Linked DNA regions of Mus musculus: all the other regions are linked to region 1. A link is a contact called in public Hi-C and HiChIP or PLAC-seq data. All regions are on one chromosome and are shown on one strand. Each heading gives the region's core, a stretch centred on a gene start, on an enhancer-like site or on the middle of the called end of the contact. The rest is flanking DNA. Distances are from core to core; before and after follow the strand shown.

What was found. Hi-C and Micro-C count contacts between places; a contact is called where the count stands out from the background. HiChIP or PLAC-seq counts read pairs in DNA pulled down with a chosen protein or histone mark.
Region 2: a contact with region 1 is called in an H3K27ac HiChIP or PLAC-seq map of heart atrium, with 4 times the contacts expected there. The contact joins the enhancer-like site here to the promoter of Tmem108 in region 1. A contact is called at or near these places in 4 of 39 promoter capture datasets (hippocampal neurons, liver, macrophages and 1 more), 2 of 15 datasets of contacts at CTCF or cohesin (large pre-B cells and pro-B cells), 35 of 484 Hi-C or Micro-C datasets (the 63-12 cell line, B cells, the HL-1 cell line and 17 more), 7 of 115 datasets of contacts at active chromatin or transcription factors (embryonic stem cells, extraembryonic endoderm stem cells, heart atrium and 1 more) and 3 of 9 other capture datasets (adipose tissue, liver and pancreatic islet).
Region 3: a Hi-C map of cerebellar granule neurons shows a contact between it and region 1, with 1.7 times the contacts expected there. The contact joins the enhancer-like site here to the promoter of Tmem108 in region 1. A contact is called at or near these places in 1 of 39 promoter capture datasets (hippocampal neurons), 6 of 484 Hi-C or Micro-C datasets (the G1E-ER4 cell line, brain, cerebellar granule neurons and 3 more), 1 of 115 datasets of contacts at active chromatin or transcription factors (forebrain) and 1 of 9 other capture datasets (liver).

What each region holds. Positions count from the first base shown.
Region 1 is chr9:103,760,443-103,763,211 of GRCm38.p6, reverse strand. Tmem108 (transmembrane protein 108) reads left to right here and starts at 1,375. Exons shown (of 6, transcript NM_178638.4): 1 at 1,375-1,457.
Region 2 is chr9:103,688,497-103,691,196 of GRCm38.p6, reverse strand. All of the region lies in intron 2 of Tmem108 (transmembrane protein 108), which reads left to right. Among named protein-coding and RNA genes, the nearest start is that of Gm46129, 31 kb to the left of the region's middle. Within about 2 kb of position 1,391, at least 6 of the 459 cell types and tissues checked have an H3K27ac peak or open chromatin away from gene starts, as enhancers often do. A contact at or near this core is called in heart atrium, where this site is marked.
Region 3 is chr9:103,866,687-103,869,518 of GRCm38.p6, reverse strand. No RefSeq gene overlaps it. Among named protein-coding and RNA genes, the nearest start is that of Gm32797, 77 kb to the left of the region's middle. Within about 2 kb of position 1,483, at least 9 of the 459 cell types and tissues checked have an H3K27ac peak or open chromatin away from gene starts, as enhancers often do. A contact at or near this core is called in cerebellar granule neurons and cerebellum, where this site is marked.

The sequences.
Region 1 (2,769 bases), core at 126-2,625:
TTGAGAGTTGGGCATGGTACAGCATGCCCAGCATCCCAGCACTTGGAACACTGAGAGAGGGTCATAAATTCCAGGCCAGCCTCAACTACATAGGGAGACAGTGTGTGTATGTATGTGTGTGTGTCTCTGTGTGTGTGTATGTGTGTGTATGTGCTCTTGAACTATCCTGAAACATTGTTGAATAATAAACTTGGCAATACTGGACAGCAAACCTGTTAGTTGTCTAGTCTAAAAAATGTCCATCTCAAGTTTGAGGATGCAGAGGCATTGGTTATCTGACTTAGCAACAAAGGATTATTTAGATAACTTTAAAAACCCTCAAGGGAAACTACGTTTCAAGCTCTGCATTTTATACCTAAATTGTCCAAAGCGTTAGTTACTTACATCTCCATCCTTTTAGAACAGTGGTTCTCAACCTTCCTCATGCTGCGACCCTTTAACATGGTTCCTCATATTGTGGTGACCCCCCCCCCCACCATAAAATTGTTTTCCTACTTTATAACTGTAATTTTGCTACTGATATGAGTTATAACATAAAAATATATGTAGCCATGGTCCTTAACGGGGTCGCGACAGATAGGCTAAGGACTGCTATTTTAAAACATTGTTTTAAAATTCAAACGTAAAGTCTTATTACAGGCTGTTGAGATTCTACAAGGCTGGAACCACTTGGATGGTTTCTCTCGTATCTGGTCAAGTCTCGCATAGTGATACTGAGCCACACGTGTGAGCACTTTAGCACGGAGTGTTCTCATTTGTCTCTACTCAGTCTGTTCCACATACACATAAAGTTGGCCCAGGTATACTCCATACCCTTTCCTCAGCTGCTGTTCAAACTCTAGGTCTCATCACTTCACCACACGTCTGAATGCTCTTCAACACTGAAGGGCAAGAAAGGTCGTGAAACTTACAAATAAACGGGGCAGGGGCTAGCCACATCATTTTTTGACAGTGCTCCTTAAAGCATGGCCTTGGACCAAGAGAAGGTTCATCACTACTTGGGGACTTGTAAGAAATGCAGATTCTCGAGCTTACACCCCAGACTTTAACTAGACTCCCAGGTGATTCTTATTTAAGCTAGGATCTAAGAAATAACTAGATGTAGGAATTGGCCAACTGGACGCCACTCATCCGCGGAAATAAGGGACTCAGCCCTTTGTGCCCGCCTCGCACCCGCTCTACTAGGTAGCAACCGAACCCCCGGGGACATCGGAGCCAGGCGCTTGCCGAGGGCAATTTGGTGATTGGCTTGTGAGGCCACGTGACCAGCGCTGGGCTGTCCACGCGACACGATTGGTTCTCGCGGACGCTGACGGACAGGGCCGGGGCGGGCCAGAGCCCGGTCGGAGGGGCGCCCGCGGGGGCCGGAGGGGCGAAGGCGCGAGTGCGCGTGCGCGAGCGCGAGCGGCGGGGCTTTCTCCGGAGCCGTCGGAGGGAGCCGGAGCGCTTCTCCCGAGGTGAGCGGAGTGGGGCGGTCCCTCTGATGCCGGGTCCCAGGGAGCGGCGGGGGATGGCTCTGGGTTCGCCTGCCCCGGGAGCCCTGCACTAGGGAGGATGCAGCCCAAGCATTCGCTAGTCTCCGAGCCTTGGTTTCCCTTTTCCCACCCTCTGATACATCTCGCCATCCTCCCCGCGGTCACCGCGGCTGTGCCCGAAGAGGCTTGCCCACCTGGTCGCCTCGCCTCGGCCTTTGTTTCCCGCCCCGGAGGGATGCTGCCACCGGTCCCCTCCCCAGGGGAAGGGCTCCTGAGGCGCTGCGAGGGCGCCACGGGCGCTGGACTGGGTCTGGGCAGAAGGTGGCTTCCATGCAGTGGGACCTGTCGCATAGGAGAACGAAAGGGTCGGGGAGAGGGTAGTGTCACTTTGGTTCGAGCCCTTGAGACCCGAACTAATCCGGTGACTGCGAGAGAAGCGGAATTCATAGCGCAGCTGATGATTCTTCTGCCTCGATGCGGGAGCGAGCATCGTGGGGGAACCGAGCCTGTGCTGCCTGGAAAAGGGTGCCCTGGGGAAGGCTACCCTGTCTGTCCGCTGGACCTCGAGCCTGCCCTCACCCCAGACTTCACCGAAATACAATGCTCGGAACCTACGGAGAGAATCCAGAGATGCGTTACAAACCTTAAATATTTTTCCCTTTAAAACAATTAGATAGAGCAGGTCACAAAAACCGGTTTCCAGAGACAGTGTAACTGGTGACTGGGAAATAGTGAGGGAATTTGCCTGCAGTGAACTGCAGACCAGACAGTGCACTGAGAGGCTTCTTCAAGAAGATAGAAGACGCGGGGTGGGGGTGGGTTCTGTGACTTTCTAGGTCTATTCAAGAGGGTACTTAGTTTCAGTCTGTCAGGAGGGCAAGCAACAGAGGGAGAGGGGAGGTAGGGTCTAAGATGCACTTTGTAAATCTTTGCTAAAGTGTATGGGTTTTTTTTATTATTTATTTAAAGACCATTTGACTGCCAAAGAGATGGGGTGTGGGGGGAGGAAATCTCCCTAGAATCCTTTAGAAGAGGGAGGGTGTGTCCAAGAGTTTAAAATGGTGCTTAAAAGGCAGGTTCTTGGGGAGTGTCCCCAAACACAGTAGCAATGACATGCGAGGCGTCTAAAAGACGTGAAACTTGAAAGATCCCATGAGTTTTCCGCGGGTTAACTAATCTGATGCACCTGGCTTTGTAAAAACTGGTTCAGCCAATTGCCAGAGTTTCCGTGTCACCCATTCAGAACTTAAGGTGACTCAGTCTCTGCCCGACTCTCTGGGGACATTCTGATCCT
Region 2 (2,700 bases), core at 142-2,641, 72 kb after region 1:
GTTTGTAGACTGACTGCCAAACTTGTATTTACTGAGAGAGCATCGTCCAATAAGAACGCCTCCCCTTGAACTCTTCAGATAACGTAGACTTGTATGACTCTGACAAAGATGCCAGAACACAGTGGTTCTAACCTTTTAAACAATGGCTTTCTTATCTAAAGCCCCTGAAATCTCGAGCAGTGCTGGTGAATAAAAACCTAACAAGAGCCTTAAATATGAACCCCAAAGAGCCCATTTCTAAACTTAAATTTAGCTTCAAACGGGACTCAACTTAACATGGAACTGGACTCTGGTATCACACACAGGAGCAGCTGAGTCCAGTCAAGAGAAACGTTCTCCCTTCATCCACACCCCCACTGCTCAGACCTGGAGACCCATCCCGGGTGTCTACTAGAGGGAGAATCCTGCTTTCTAAGTGTGGATCTCTGGAGTTTACACTTTGGGGAGGAAATTCCCATCAAGTTGTGTTAGAACAGGCCTGTCACAGCTATCTGCCTAGTGGCCCCAACTCTCTCCACCCTTGTTCCCAAATACACCCTCATTGTCTTCACTACAGATAAAAGCGTGCCAACCCCCTGTTGCCTCCCCCTCTCTGGGGAGAGCTTCCTCCTTTCCGTTACCTCAGTGTGCTTCAAGGGTCAGTGACCCCCTTAACTTTCTCACTGATTCAGTTCCTACATCTGGTGTTCATTTTTTTTTCTCCCATGAGTGCAACAGTCAAACATTCAAATCCCAGTTTGGTCCCTGATCACAGCCTGTCTTTCACAGTCAATGTGTTGATTTAGGTAGGTATAACCATTGAATACAAATGGTTGCCTCCTCTGCCCCTTGCCTTGGGTTTGTATATTTTAGGCCTTCAGACCTTGCTTTGAACATAGTCAGTCTGTGATCAGACTATCTGAACCTTAAAGGACATCGTTGATCCCTAGACAGGAGGAGTTACAACGTGCTTGCTTCTTGTGGATGGGTAAGTACTGACTTACCCCGCAGCCCTGACAGAATTTTTGACGAGCAGTTTTGCTTGGCTCCCACCCATTTGTCATAGAATATAATATCGACCCTGTTCATCAGTAGGTTATAGAAGACAGAAGCCTGTCATTTCCTGTTCGGTGATGGCCACTTGCCAGGGACAACATCCATCAGAGTGTTAATAAAACTCGTCTTCTTTGTCTTAGAATGTTTCGAAGTGAAAAGTCTCTGACAGAGCTTCTCCAGTCTAGAGAGCAAAGGCCTTGGCCTAGGGTGGGCTCTTGTCCAAGATAATAACCAGTCCTCCCTTGGGAAGGAAGCAAGCTTGGAAATTAAGCGATAAGTCTGGGATGTGTTATCCATTTTAAGTTAACCAGAATAGGAATGCATGTTGCACTTGATTCTCATTACCATCCGAAGGCCAAGCTGCAGGATACAGGATACGTGTCAGAGATAGCCTGGAGACCTTAGAAGCCAGTCCCAACTCCACCCACCACAAGAGTCAGGCGTGACAGCAGGAAAGTTATAGAATTGCTTCAGGCCTGTTTCTTAACAGTTAAATAAGGGCCGGGTGACCCTGGGGTCTTATGGTCATGTTAACTGAAGGCTGGCAAAGTCCAGAATGAGTTTGAATGGAAGAACAGTATTCAGATGGTTCTCTGTTCTCTCCATACAACATTTATTATGCTGTCAATCAGTCAAATTTTTAAAACCTACAGGTTTCCTGAGACCTTTCTCTTCCTTAAGCAGTCAGTAACTCAGCACCAGCCCTATATTTCTCCAGCATAAAGGCTTCCAGTAGCCTCCAAAGGAAAACAAGGTAGTTCTCTCCTGATTTTAAGATCCATGATAGATAGCAAGCCAAGTTTAGTGGTTCATGTCACGAGAGGCTGAGGCAGGAGGATTACCATGAGTTCCGTGTCAGCTAGGACGACGGGCTGAGAACCTGTCCCAAGGAAGAATGAAAGAGCCAGAGGGTGGGGAGGGGTGCTGAGTGGGACGAGGCTGTGGCCTGTAGAAACTCTGCTGCTGTGGTTGTTACGGCTGGAGTGGGGAGGGGCTCCAGCGGCCCCGCTCCTAGCTGAGGAGGTTTTGGTATTGCTTCGAGAGGGAGGGTAGATTTTCTTTAGGAGTTTGGCCACTGGGATGGAGTTCAGACCAGGTTTCCAGGCTCCTTCCTGCCCCACCCTACATCAGTGTGCAATCGGAGAGCTCTAAGTGAACTCAGAGGGAAAATAAATAATAAATAAATATAAAAGGTCACTAGGTTGGGAGAGGGATATAATAGGAGTCCCAGAAGTGAGTTGGAGAAGAAGATGGGGGCCAACTTCATAAGGTGTACTGTATACATGGCTGAAATTTCCGAAGGATAAAAATTAAAAACATAAACAAGTTATATGATAGTAAAGGAGAAAGTTATTAGCTCAAATCAGCTTAACTAAAATTAACAAAGCAAGAGGGGGTTCTGTAGCTGTTCTTGTGGAACTTTCCAGTGTAGACTGGAGCTTTCTCCTTCAGGGCCTCTGGAGTGTCACCCAGAAGGAGGGGTGTGGCTTCCCTGCAGTGGCTTCTTTTATCTGAAATAAACCTTGGGTCTTCATGCTGCTTCTAGTGCAAAACTTGGCCAGGACTCTAAGGAAAGGAAACATGTTGATTGCATGTTATGTGCCAGGCACATAGATATTTTTTATGCAGTGGCCCATTTAATTCTGTAGCCACCCTGTAAGATAA
Region 3 (2,832 bases), core at 234-2,733, 110 kb before region 1:
AATCCCCACACCCCCAGTGTCCTGGGGCCACTGCTGCCATCTGCTGCTTCTGCTGCCACTGCTGTCACCATTGCCAGTATCCTGGCCCTGGAATCCTCTTTTGGTCACCATAACAGTTCAAAATACCATAGGTGTGCCCGTAGGAGCTAGTTGGCAGTCCCGTCATTCTCTACCAGGTATGTGCCTGAGCCTACATCCAAAGCCAAGAGCTTTTGGTGTCTCTCTGCTGCTCAGGTGCATGTCCAATGATCTCTTTATAATTTATTTACAAAATGTAAGTTCAGGGCTGGAGAGGTGGCTCAGCAGGTAAGAGGGTGTACTATCTTTGCAGAGGACCCAGGCTCAGCTCCCATTAGCAACACTGTAATGGCTCACAATCACTTGTAACTCAAAACTCTAGGGCATCCTCTGGCTTCTACAGATATCTACAGTCATCTGCATATACCCACACACACATTTACATAATGAAAAATGAGGTAAATCTTTTAAAGATGTTTTCAGGGGTCAAATTGTCAAGAGATCCAAGATGGCTTTAGTAGTGAGAAGCATAGGTCCCACTAAAGTGCCGAGCCTTCTGCTACTATGAAAGTGCTCCACAAAGACCGATCTAATCCAAAAGTCCAGGAGTAACGGAGTTGACGGGACAGAGACTTGCCACTGTTGCGTATTAGTGACAAATTCTTAACATGGCATGAAGTTGACTTGATTTGGGAGGTAAGAGAAAAATATAACAACTAAACTGGTGTCATGTTATCCTTGCTAGGGTGAAATTTATAAGAAATGAATCATAGGGACTACTTAAGGGTCTAAGAATTTAGAAAATACTAAGAGCTGCTTTCTTTCCCAGTCATCTATGGAGCCTTGGACAGACTTCTGATTGTTGCTTCCATAATGTCTTCTTTCTGTGTAGCTCCAACAAAATAACACAAGATAAAGATTCCATAGACAGAATACACACCCCCTCATACACACACTAATGCACATGCATTTACATATGTAAACACACACACCACAATATGCGTTCATACACTCGCACCTGCACACACCAAGCACACACATGCACGCACACACGCACACACATACAAACATGCACACATACACATACCACTTACAAACATCACACACATGCACCCACCCACAACACATACAAGTATGTACACATACATACATAACACACACATACAAGTACACATTAGTGCGCGTGCACACAATATGTCATGGTTTCATTCAGACCCTTCAACCTTGGAAGATTTCTCAAGGCAATAAAGGTTGATTGGTTGTCCTGAATAGCTTGAGTGCTCACAGGGGCATTTTTGAAGAAGAAAACATCACCCAGGCTAGCTAGAAAAAGAAAAGAAAAAAGAAGAAAACGTTTGTAATTCTACATTCCACAAGAAATACATCAGTGCAGGGAACTACATTTAGGACAGCAGCCTCAGCGCCTGATTGCCTGAAATGGCAGGTGGCGAAAGGCAGCTACGAATGCCCAGACGAATTTTTTTCTATTATTCTGCAGTGTAAGCCAACTGAATGGGGCCCAAATTTTACACAGCTGAAACTGAGCTCTGGCTGTCCAGGCAGCTTAATTGGAGTGGGCCAAACACTTTGCATCAGCTCTCTGAATTCCCAGAAATGAACATATTCAAGGAAATAAAACCTTTGTGCACAAACCCAAACCCTCAGCCCTATCACACAAATGGGACGCCTATAGGCTTTGATGGGGTCTTTGTGAAGTAATATGGAAGTTAAGAATTAAACATGCGTGTTTTACTGTTTTATAGGCCCCCAAACCTGATTAATTGGTAAAGCGTTGGCTGATGGTGCCATGTTGCTATTCATCTGTTCTATGATGCTTACATTTCGGGTTGCCAACTGGAAAGAAGCAATTTCCAAGAAGAGAATGTTTGCTCCAAGGTATAATGGGTTTATCATAAGGGAGAGAATTGCAGGAGAAATTGAAGGCAATAGGGGGCTCAAGGCTTGGAAAGGCAGCCAAGGAAGGGAGCCAGAAGCAGAGTGAGTGTTGCATAAATATTCATGCATTATGGCAGGCTAATAATAACAATTGCTGAAATATTTCTTAGACATTACCTTACATAGGGTGAAATTAAGATAGATTTCAGTTAAGTTGATATTCCCTTCAAATGGCCTATTTTTTTTAGGGCGTGCATACATATATGTGGTAAAGCCAGTAATTTGATTACCGAAAGTAACTGAGATGCAAGCTCTCAAGTCTCGCCTTCCCCGGTGTGATCCATGAATAACACGAGTTGTGAATCACGCCTAAGGCTCCTACAATGGCCGCACCAAGTAATAACATGTCAACTGTAACTTGGGTTTTTATGGCAGATTTTTATAGCAAAGAGTAAGATAATCGGATTTATCAAATTGACAGTGACATCATCGACTGCGTTACTTGAAATGCAAATGTTGCCACTGTAACTCATGTGCATCTTGCTCAGGGTTCTTTGGTCTTGCTATTAGAAGCACTGTTCATCTGTATTATTTGTTCTGGTTTAGTTAAATCTGAAGGATGATGACAGTGTCCAGCCTAAAAATAGTCTCAGTTGAAAGGATGTTATACGACCAGGCCAAACTGGGGTTTTCATAAGGTCTAGTTCATGCTTAAATGGTTTGTTAATTGTAAGTATGTATAACTTATATATGTGAGGGGAGAGGGAGAAGAAAAAGGAAGGTGAGGAGAGATGAGAAAAAGGAAAATGGCATTAAGACCAGTCATGTCTGGTTGTTGCAACCAAAGTCATCTCAGAGACTGTGTGGTGCCATCTTCCCTTGTTGGATCCATTGTCATAAGGGACAGCAAAGGGGAGT